2 separate regions of the Sus scrofa genome follow, and region 1 is linked to region 2. Evidence: chromatin contacts called from public HiChIP or PLAC-seq data. All regions are on one chromosome and are shown on one strand. The core of a region is the stretch at or near the end of the contact, and the rest is flanking DNA. Distances in the headings are between cores, read along the strand shown. Region 1 holds the start of C15H4orf47 (chromosome 15 open reading frame, human C4orf47). Region 2 holds the start of CFAP97 (cilia- and flagella-associated protein 97).

The links. HiChIP or PLAC-seq counts read pairs in DNA pulled down with a chosen protein or histone mark.
Region 1: a contact with region 2 is called in an H3K27ac HiChIP or PLAC-seq map of alveolar macrophages. The contact joins the promoter of C15H4orf47 here to the promoter of CFAP97 in region 2. A contact is called at or near these places in 1 of 5 promoter capture datasets (liver) and 2 of 2 datasets of contacts at active chromatin or transcription factors (alveolar macrophages and skeletal muscle).

What each region holds. Positions count from the first base shown.
Region 1 is chr15:46,469,403-46,474,389 of Sscrofa11.1, reverse strand. It overlaps C15H4orf47 (chromosome 15 open reading frame, human C4orf47), which reads right to left and starts at 3,501. Exons shown (of 8, transcript NM_001190210.1): 1 at 3,366-3,501; 2 at 1,159-1,335. The coding sequence starts at 1,258. UFSP2 (ufm1-specific protease 2) reads left to right here and starts at 3,774. Exons shown (of 11, transcript XR_002339221.1): 1 at 3,774-3,860.
Region 2 is chr15:46,255,704-46,261,103 of Sscrofa11.1, reverse strand. CFAP97 (cilia- and flagella-associated protein 97) reads left to right here and starts at 3,626. Exons shown (of 7, transcript XM_021075563.1): 1 at 3,626-3,732. The coding sequence starts at 3,716.

The DNA of each region.
Region 1 (4,987 bases), core at 2,252-4,751, 210 kb before region 2:
GCAGATAAATAAGTCGCAATATGCTTATACAATGAAATACTAGTAGCCCAATAATTTTAAAAGGTGGGTTTGATGAATACTTAGGACTTCTTTTATAATGTACCTCTAGGAAAGCTCAATTTGTAAAGTCCTTCCATAGTGTGAAATTTTTTCTTGATTAGCAAACAAACTTTAATGCAACTGTTTATTTAAATGTGAATTTGTATCACTGATTTTTTTTTTAAACTTAAGTTTTGGGGTTTGGGGCTTTTTGTTTTTGTTTTCTTCTGGCCACACCTGAAGCATATGGAAGTTCCTGGGCCAGGAGTCAAACCTGAGCTGCAGCCTCAACCTCTGCTATAGCTGTGTCAATGCCAGATTCTTAACCCACCAGGCTGGGCCAGGGATCGAACCCACCCCATTGCAGAGACAATGCTGCATCCTTAACCTGCTGCTCTGCACCACAGCCAGAACTCCCTAACTTAAGATTTTGAAATGGTAATATATTCATGCACTTGGTCCCAAACTCAATAGTGTAAATATTTTTACATTAAATGTTTCTTCCAATTTCGGCTACCCAGTTCCTCGCCCACATGCAACCATGACAGTAATTTTGTTTTCCAAGAATGATTATGCACTCTCCAGTGAATATTTTCATGTACATTCTCTTCCATTTTCAATGCTTTGCATACGCATACACTATTCTGCATCCTTGACTTTCTTATTTAATAATGTATCTTAGAGATGTCTCATATCAGTGTGTTGTTCTTATTTTTTTTAAGACTCTCCTAAAAATCCCTCAGCTATTCATTCAGCATTTCATTTTTCAAGAAAGTGATCATGGATGGCCTTTTCAGATTCAAATGCAAATGCTATCTGCATAGTAAAGTATCCTAAGAAACAAAAAAGCTAAAAACAAAATATTCTGGGAAGAAACCCCATGCACCTTGGAAAGAAATAAAATTATCTATGAGAAGAATACATGAAGGTAGGATAGCCCAATAAAATGGTCTCCCTGCTCCTATAAAATTATTTAACTCTATTGAAATTTCAAAAATTTATTTAACTCTAATGCTTTAAAAATCCAGACATTAAAAAATATCATTTAACAAATACTAAACACATGTTCATATAGAAAATAACCACTCTTAAGCAGTAAAGAAAACCAAATATACTTACGATTAAATTGTGACACATATTTATCACCAACAGTAACATATTCCATCTCACTGAAGAGGCCAATTCTCTCCATATCAGTTTTCCCTCCTTCCCCAGGCATGGTTACTTCTTGAGGTGGTATGCTCTGTAACTTCAGTGGGTTCTTAGTGTCACTTCTTTTATAACAAAACTCCTACTCTACATTGAAAAATACAGGGAAAATTTTTAGGGGAAAGGTGATTACTAAATTTTACTCCAAATTACTTTCAGCCTGAGTGTTAACATGCACATAGTTATATCATAAAACAAGAGTCCCAAACTCTGTGGGGAAAGAATCTACTTTGTGGGCCTGAGCAGGAATAATAGGGATTCAAAGTTATCACCATGAACCCTCCCTTTGACTCTCCAGGTAAAGCAGCCATAAGTTATAAAGAAATGTGTATCTGTTGCATTGCCATTCATCTGTCCAAAATAATAAAATTATTACTGTACAATGTGGGATAAATACTGCGTAAATAAATCCTTCTTTTGAGAAGTTCAAAGTAGATTGAAAGAACTTGATTACATAAGGCAGATATATTGAGTTTAGATAAAATTATGTCAACATACTACATTGTCCCTCATATTAAATACTAGAATTTCCTTTTTCAGAATGAACAAGACACCTAGGTATTACCCTATTGTTTTTGAGGTTTTTTTATGAAATATCACACTAAATATATAATTATTTATTTGGATATACTGCTTTTAAATTAGACACGTTCTAAAAAGTATGACCAAAGAGCTAAGAACAATTGCCTCTATTTCACTGTAATATTTTTTAACACCAATTAGTTATACGCACTGGATGTACGTTATAATCCAAGCTAAGAAATTTTGTCTTAAATTTTGAAGATGTTTCAATGCCACTAAACAAGGTTGCCTATTTGGAACTGTGGCCCATCTCCTTCTCTCCCTGCATCCTACCTCTTCCTCTGAGCAGGTATGCTTTAAAACTAGAAGTCAGGAGATCCCATCGTGGCTCAGTGGCTAATGAACCTAGCTAGTAACCATGAGGTTGCGGGTTTGATCCCTGGCCTCCCTCAGTGGGTTAAGGACCTTGCCTGAGCTGTGGTGTAGGTCTCAAATGCGGCTAGAATCCCACATTGCTTGGCTCTGGCATAGGCTGGCGGCTACAGTTCTGACTAGACCCCTGACCTGGGAACCTCCATAGGCTGCGGATGCGGCCCTAGAAAAAGGCAAAAAAAAAACAACAAACCTAAAAGTCAGTCAGAGTGTATTAATTCGATTTGCATCGATTTCAAAGCTCCATCTTCACCGACCATCCACAAAGGCTTCCTGTGATGCTACAGGGGCTTAAATCCTTAAAGGCTCAAATCCTGAAATGGTTCTATCAAGGCCACTATCGCCCTCATCTGTCATCATGGGAACCGCCCCCCTCCATGGCATCTGGGTTCCAATTGTCCTTTTTCAGTTCTCAAGTCAGGCTCTCTCCAGCCACAGGACCCTAGCATATGCTGTTTCACTTTAGCCAGGTACCACTATGCAGACCGCTTTCATTCCTCCAATTAATACTGATCCTTCTAATTGTTTAGTTCATTCCTCACTTCTTTAAATCCCTCTGTCATAGCGGCACGTTCTTCTCTTTACTACTCTTTCCAACCCCTCACCATGGTTAACTAATGGATTATGTTACACTGTAGGGATCCTTTAACCAACAACTCTTTCCCGCTGAACTGTGGTTTCCAAGAAGGAGGTTCTTCCTTACCAGAATGAAAAAAAATAAAGAAAGGAAACAGGGTGGCGGGGGTGACGGGGAGGGATAGAAAAGGAGTCCCTGTCTTGCATTTTCTGCACTGCTTAACTCTTCTTGAGCAACATTTACAAATCCATTCATTCAATGATTTCACAGTTTGCAAGCCACTCTGACTAGGGCTGTGGTACAAGCTAGGAAAACAGATTTTAAATAAATGCACAGATCCTGACCCTAGGGAGCAGTAGACAAGACTTAACTAAGTATAACAGGGTGGAACAGCAAGTTCCCATCGAAAGTTACGGATAAAGTGCCTTGGGGCGGGGGGTGAGGTGGGACAGAGGAACAGTAAACTTCTGGCTGAGGTGATGAACAAAATGACGTCCCACTAGGAAAACGGAGGCTCAGAGTAGGTAGGTATCTAAAGGACAACACCTGGGGGCCCCAAGGACCAAGTCACCTCTAAGAAGGGTACCCAATCCGAGAAGCGAGATCAGACGTCCCAGCTCCAGCCCGGGTCAAGTCAACTGCGGAAGCGACCAGAGCCACGAGCAACCTCAGGAAGAGCCCTTCCCGCGCCGGCCCTTGCTACTCAGCAACCCAGCAAGTTTTGCGAGGAGGTTTATTTTGGGACGTTGCCTCGGTTACGGGAGAATCCATTCCAAGAACGCTACCGGAGGATGTGTAAAGGTTAGAATCCCCATTGGAGAACCTCACAGAAAGACGTGAGAGTGTCTGTAGGATACGAATGACGCAGTCAACACAACTGTCCGAAAGTGAGTCTTCTCTTTCCCGCCTCTTTATCCATCCGCGAGATGTGGTGGAGTGGTACGTCCATGACGTATGCTGCAGGGAATGTTGGGAGTTGTAGTCGGCCTTTCTCAAAGCCCAGACGTCGATGACGCCACTTCCGGCCCAGCGTTCTGCGCGGTAGGCGGGCGTCCTCTGTGTTGGCCACGTAGCAGTTATGGTGAGTACCCCTTCTCGTCACCGAGTACTGCCTTTCCTCTCAGGCTTCACTAGTACCGCTCCACAGCCCTTGAAAGAACTGGTCCCGCCGGCGTCTTGGTGGCAGCTGCGACTCAGTGGCCTGGGCTATCTCGTCCATGGGCTGTCTAGTTAGGGCCGGAGGGAAACTGGCCCTGGCCCCCAGCGCAGCCACTTTTGACTACGCGCTCCACCTTTTACTTGTGAATGCAGTTTGCGAACCAGGCGTTTTTGTTTATTAGGGGTTTTTGAGGGTTTTGAAAAAGGATTGGACCTGGGGAAGATGTAACTTTCCAAATGGTCTATTCCCTTAGCTGCTGTGATGTCACACACTCTTGGTTTTCCCTCCTGATGGCTCAGCCAGCTCCTTTAATCATGTGGTGTTAAGTACTTTACGCCCTATAATTTCTACAAAAACAAAAAAACCTTTTTTTGGCCACACCCTGGGCATAGGGAAATTCCCACGCCAGGGATCAAATCCGAGCCACAGCTGAGACCTGTGCCACAGCTGTGCAGCTATGGCCGCACAAGATCCTTAACCCACCGCACCACAGTAGGAACTCCTCTCCAAAATTATATCTTCAGTTTAGATGTTTATTCTGAGCTTCAGACCTGCACACTACTAAATGTATCCCCACTTGAGTAGCTCATATGTATTTCAAACTCAGCAAGTTGAAAGCTGACCATTCCCACCTCCCCTCATTCCACACCTGCTTTTTCTCTAGTGATTCCCATCTCAGTTCATTGTGCTGCCCTTCCACTACTTGGTTGTTCAAGCCAAAAACCTGGAAATCATCCGTGACATCTCTCTCTTCTCAACTCCTGAACATCTGTTCAGTAATCACATCGTAAGGAACCGGCCTCAGTTGTCACTCCTTTACTCTAACACTATCAGATCCAACCATCCACTTTGGCCTCTTAAGTGGGGTTTTTTTGTTTTAGTTTGTTTTGTCTTGTTTTTAACACAACTGCACCTGTGGCACATGAAAGTTCCCAGGCTAGGGGTCAGTCGAATCAGTTCAGAGCTGCAGCTGCCAGCTCAGCAACTCAGGATCTGAGACACATCTGTGACCTACGCTGCAACTTGAGACAGTGTTGGATCCTTAACCC
Region 2 (5,400 bases), core at 2,377-4,876:
ATGTTTACTTATTATCTAATTTCTCCAAAATATATGTGGGCTGAAAAATGTTTTGAATTCACCTATACCTTGTTTCATGATATTTGTCATGAGCAGAGTAAAATATGAAATAGGCAGTGCACAATTGCTAAGTGTGCTAGCATAAATTAAGATCTTGACTATTTTAAGAGTAGCACTACATATTTAAAATCATATATATATAAAGCTTTTATACCCTACCTAAAAGAAGTCAGTGTCTCTGATTTGTCATTTATTTACTATAGGAAAGAGAATGTACTGTGGGGAAGTAAAAATTAGTGCTAGAAGAGGGTTGGCACAGAGTAGGCTCTTAATAAATATTTTTCAATGAATAAATCTGTTATTCTCCTAGGATAATATATCTAGAATATTGAGTAGACAAAAAAGTTGGCAAGAATATTTCCTATTTGGAAGGGAACTTCCAACATGTTTCTCACTACAACTCTATAAAGGAGATAAGGTAAATATTAAAATCCCATTTTGCAGATGAGGAAACAGGTTCAAAGAAGTTACATGACTTGCCCGAAATCACATAGCTTGTTGGTTATAGGATCTAAATTGTAGGATTCTCCTTCATTATACTATTCTTCAAATACAATAGTTAGAAGTGAAGTCAAAGGACAAAGCTAAACTGCTTTCTACATTATACGAAAATGTTCTTACAAAACCAATACAATAATGATGGCATTCACTGGGCTTTCAAAATTAAAGTTTGAGATATAATAATCTCTTATTGTTTTCCTTATGGTAAAATATACACAAAATTTACTGCTTTAACCATTTTTAAGTATATGGTTCAGCTGCATTAAGTACTGCTTTCACACTGCTGTACAACCATCACCACTATACATATCCAGAATATTTTTATCATCCCATACTTAAAATCTGTACCCATTAAACAATAACTTTCCCCATTCCCTTCTCCCTCTTGGAATTACTATTCTAATTTCTGTTGCTACAACTTTCCTATTTTAGGTACCTCATCTAAGTAGAATATTTGTCCTTTTGTGTCTAGCTTCTTTCACCTAGCATAATGTCTTCAAGGGCATCCATGTTGCAGAGTGTACCAGAATTTTGTTTCTTTTATGGCTGAATAATGTTCCATTATATGTATATTCGACATTTTGTTTATCCACTCATCTGTGGACATTTGGGTTGTTTCCATCTTTGGGCTCTTGTGAGTAATGCTGCTATGAATAGGGGTGTATACATATCTATTTGAGATTCTGCTCTCAATTCTTCTGGGTATGCACTCAGATATGAAATTGCTGGGTCATATGGTAATTCCACATTCAATTTTTTGAGGAACTGCCACAGTTTTCCACAGGAGCCACACCATTTTACATTCCCACAAACAATGCACAAGGGTTCACAATTTTCTGTATCTTTGCCAATCTTTGTTATTTTCTTTTAATTTTTAAAATAGCACCCAAATGCATGTGAAGTGATATCTCATGGTTGTAATTTGCATTTCCCTACAATGAGTGAGGCCGAACAGCTTTTCACATGCTTACCAACATCTTCTTTGGAGAAACAGCTATTTAACTCCTTTGTATAATAAACTTTTGACCACAGAGTAGACAACCATCCCTGGAAAATGGTACCAGCACTGTTTTATCAAGCAAAACTGAGTAAAATCCTTTTAGCCTACTAAAAGAACAGAAAGATGATTCTCTGTACTTGATAGTCAGGACCAACAAGTTCAAAATGCATTATGAAGACAGAAAGGAAATGGAGTTCCTGTCTTGGCGCATGGGGTTGGAATCCGACTAGGAACCATCAGGTTGCAGGTTCAATCCCTGGCCTCACTCAGTGGGTCAAGGATCCGGCATTGCCGTGAGCTGTGGTGTAGGTAGCAGATGTGGCTCGGATCCCGAGTTGCTGTGGCTCTGGTGTAGGCCAGTCACTACAGCTCCGATTAGACCCCTAGCCTGGGAACATCCATATGCCACAGGAGCGGCCCTAGAAAAGGCAAAAAGACAAGAAAGAAAAGAAAAGAAAAGTCAACTCCTTAGTGAGACTCCTTGGGAAAGTTCCTAACTTTCTTTACACTTTCATGTAAAAAAGATTAAGTACCTATTGGATTCATTTATTGCTGCTATAACAAATTACTGCAAATTAAATGGTTTAAAACAACACAAATTTATACTCTTACCATCCTAGGGGTCCAAAGTGCACAAAAAAGGTACGAACTGGGCTGCATTTCTTCCGGGAGCTTCAGGGAGAATTCCTTTCTTTCTCTTCCTCAGCTTCCAGAGGTGCCTTGCACTCCTTGGATCACTGCCTCTTACATCACTCTGACATCTTGCTGCCTTTTATTTTTTTATTTTTATGTTTAGGGCTGCACCCACACATATGGAAGTTCCTAGGCTAAGGGCTGAATCAGAGATACAGGCTGGCACCCTACATCACAGCCACAGCAGCAGGGATCCAAGCCCATCTGGGACTTACACTGCAGTCCACAGGCAACTCCTGATCCTTAACCCACTGATGGAGGCCAGGGATTGAATGCGCATCCTCATGGATATTAGCCACAGTGAGAACTTCCATTTTTTAACTAAAAAATGTTCGCAGTTTATTGAGGTATAATTAACACATAATATTGTATAAGTTTAAAGTGTACAACAAAATGATTTAGGTACATATTACAAAATGATCACAACTCTAGTTACCATTGGTTAACAACCTCACACACATACACTTTTTTTTTTTTTCTTAGGCAGAAAATTTTTAAGATCTATTCTTTCAGGAAACTTCAAATATACAACACAATATTAACTAAAGTCACCATGCTATACATTACAACCTCTTGCTTATGTGACCCTGTCTCTTATTACTGACTTCAAAGTTCTTGTAAGTACCCTTGGGATTACATTGAGTTCACCTGAAATAACCTAGGTTGACTTTCCCATCTCAAGATCCTTAATCACAGAGCAAAGTCCCTTCTGCCACGTGAAGCAGCATAGTCACAGGTTCTGGGGATTAGAAGGTGGACAACTGTGAGGGGTTATTGTTCTACCACCCCTACTATGTGCCTGTGAGTTCAAAAACGAAAAATTGCAGCATTTAAATATATTGGACAGAAATCATTTTTCTCTTAGACGGTTTTAACTACAAATTTCATTTACCAGTAATTAGAGTACTTCCTAACACATTACCAGCCAATCGCCCGTTGAACTAACTAGTTGTTTGACCTGAACACTGCTGATACAATCACATAGTCGCCTACATATTTATTATTGCTGTTGTTGTTTGGGTACGAAATTACAGGAGAGAGCAGCTTTCCTTACTAAACCAGCAACCTTAACCTCCAGGCCCACCCGCACTGCCACTGACAGCGGAGGGGGCAGCAGGGAACACCTTGACCGTGCACCGGTCGGCTGAGGGTCTGGGGGTTTCTGTCTTCCTGCGTCCCTTCCAATTCGAGAGGAGAGTCGCCGGCCCGGCCTCGAGCTCCCCGCCTCCCAGGGCTGTGGGGGCCCACCGCGCTCTGCGACGCCCGCCACGAGGAGCCGCTCCACGCCAAGCGTCTGGGACAGCCCGGTTCCCGCAGGACTCGCCCTGCCCGCTGCGACTTCTTTCCCTTTCCGCTCCGTCCGCCTCCGGAAGCTCCGGCCGCCTCGGCGCGAGGAGGAGGCTGCGGGAGCGCGTGCGCGTGCGCGAAGCCGGAACGCCGCGGCGGCGCGGGGCGGCTGCCATGGCCGCGGCGTCCAGGTGAGCGCGTGCGAGGGACCCCTTCCTCCCGCCGCGGCGTGCCAGCCCCGGTTCGGGATCCGTTTTCTTTTCCGGAGCCCAGGCTGCGGCTAGCAAGCGGGGTCGGTATGCGGAAGCTGGTGTGGGACGTTGGGAAGGTGGGCCGGCCAGGGCCCCCCACCCCTCCGGCCCGGGCAGCCCCTTGGGCTGCGGGTGTAACCGCAACAGAGGCATCTGGGCTGCGGAGCCGTGGGCCCAGACCCCCAGCCGCCGGGATGGGAGGGCTCGGTTTACCATCGGGGCGCATTCGAGGGTGGTGTGGGGGTCGGCTCGGCCCTGAATTAAGATGTGGTCGCCACCAGGATGCCGGTTCCGATCACCGCCGCGCACCTCCGCGGGCTTAACCCGGAACCCTGAGGCGGGAGGGGATGTCAGTTATCAGCTACCTCGCGGGGTCAGGAGGGGGTTCTGAAAGGAATCTGAGCTCTTGGAAAACAGTTTACTTTGGGCGGAGATTTTCGTGTACCCAGTTGGTTCCCTTCTTTGGATCAAATCATACATCTCACTACAGAAATGTAATGTCACGGTATCAAAATGACAGTTTTAAAAAATGCCAGATTCTTATGTGCGTTTTCCTAATGTAACATGAAACCGTTAATATTTCTCCTGGAGGCTCTGCAGAGCTGAACAAACGGTGAGCATCCAAGTGACTCCCGGTAGCTTTGGCAAATACTTGTCTTCCTTGAGCACCAGCAGGGTTACTGTGGTGAGGTGAACTGTCATTTAATTTTTACCCTTTCCCAGTATGTTGTAAAGAGAAACGTTACTGTCTTATTAAATCTATATTTTTTTTATTCTCTAATGCAAATTAAATCTCATTAATTTTTAAATGAATGTTACCAAAAGGATTGGTTAGTGGATGGGATAGGTGGATAATTTTTCCGTAAATTAACTCGCCTGAATGTGTAAGTCCTTAAAAGTAGCCCATCTGTTGGATGTTATTAACCTAAATTTAAACCGGAAAAGTCTCCCAGGCACTGGACTATGCATCCCCTATCTTGAACTGCGATCACATAGATGCTTACAACTACTGGGGACTACAGGAACCATGTAAATGCACATGAGGAGATAAGTGATGGGGGGAGGGGAGAAAACTATGGGAAACTCAAGGAAACTAGCTCAAGTGAAAGAGGTGCTTACTCAGCCTGCCAGCAAAGAGCAAAACTGGGGCTCAATCTTAAGACTCCTGACTCCAAACCCCTTCATCAGATAAACATTCCTGGAACGTAGTGTTTCTCAGGTCCTACTTTAGGCACCAGGACATAAAGATGAACATGATAACAGTCTGGGAAGAAGACAGACAAGGCAGGAAACAGCTGTGAAAAAAAAGGGATTTCAAAGAAGTATCTGTAATCATTTGGCTTATGGATGGACTGATACAGACCTAGTTCATGCTGGGTTGGGCAAGGCCATATCCTTCAAATGCATACATCCCCCCTGCAGCACCCCAGCAAATGGATATCCAGTCTTTGCTTCAGTGTTATTTAGCTTAATCTTAGATGGCAACCCATTCCTTTTTTTGGGGGGGGGTGTCTTTTTTTGCCATTTCTTGGGCCGTTCCTGCGGCATATGGAGGCTCCCAGGCTAGGGGTTGAATTGGAGCTGTGGCTACCTGGCCTAGGTTAGAGC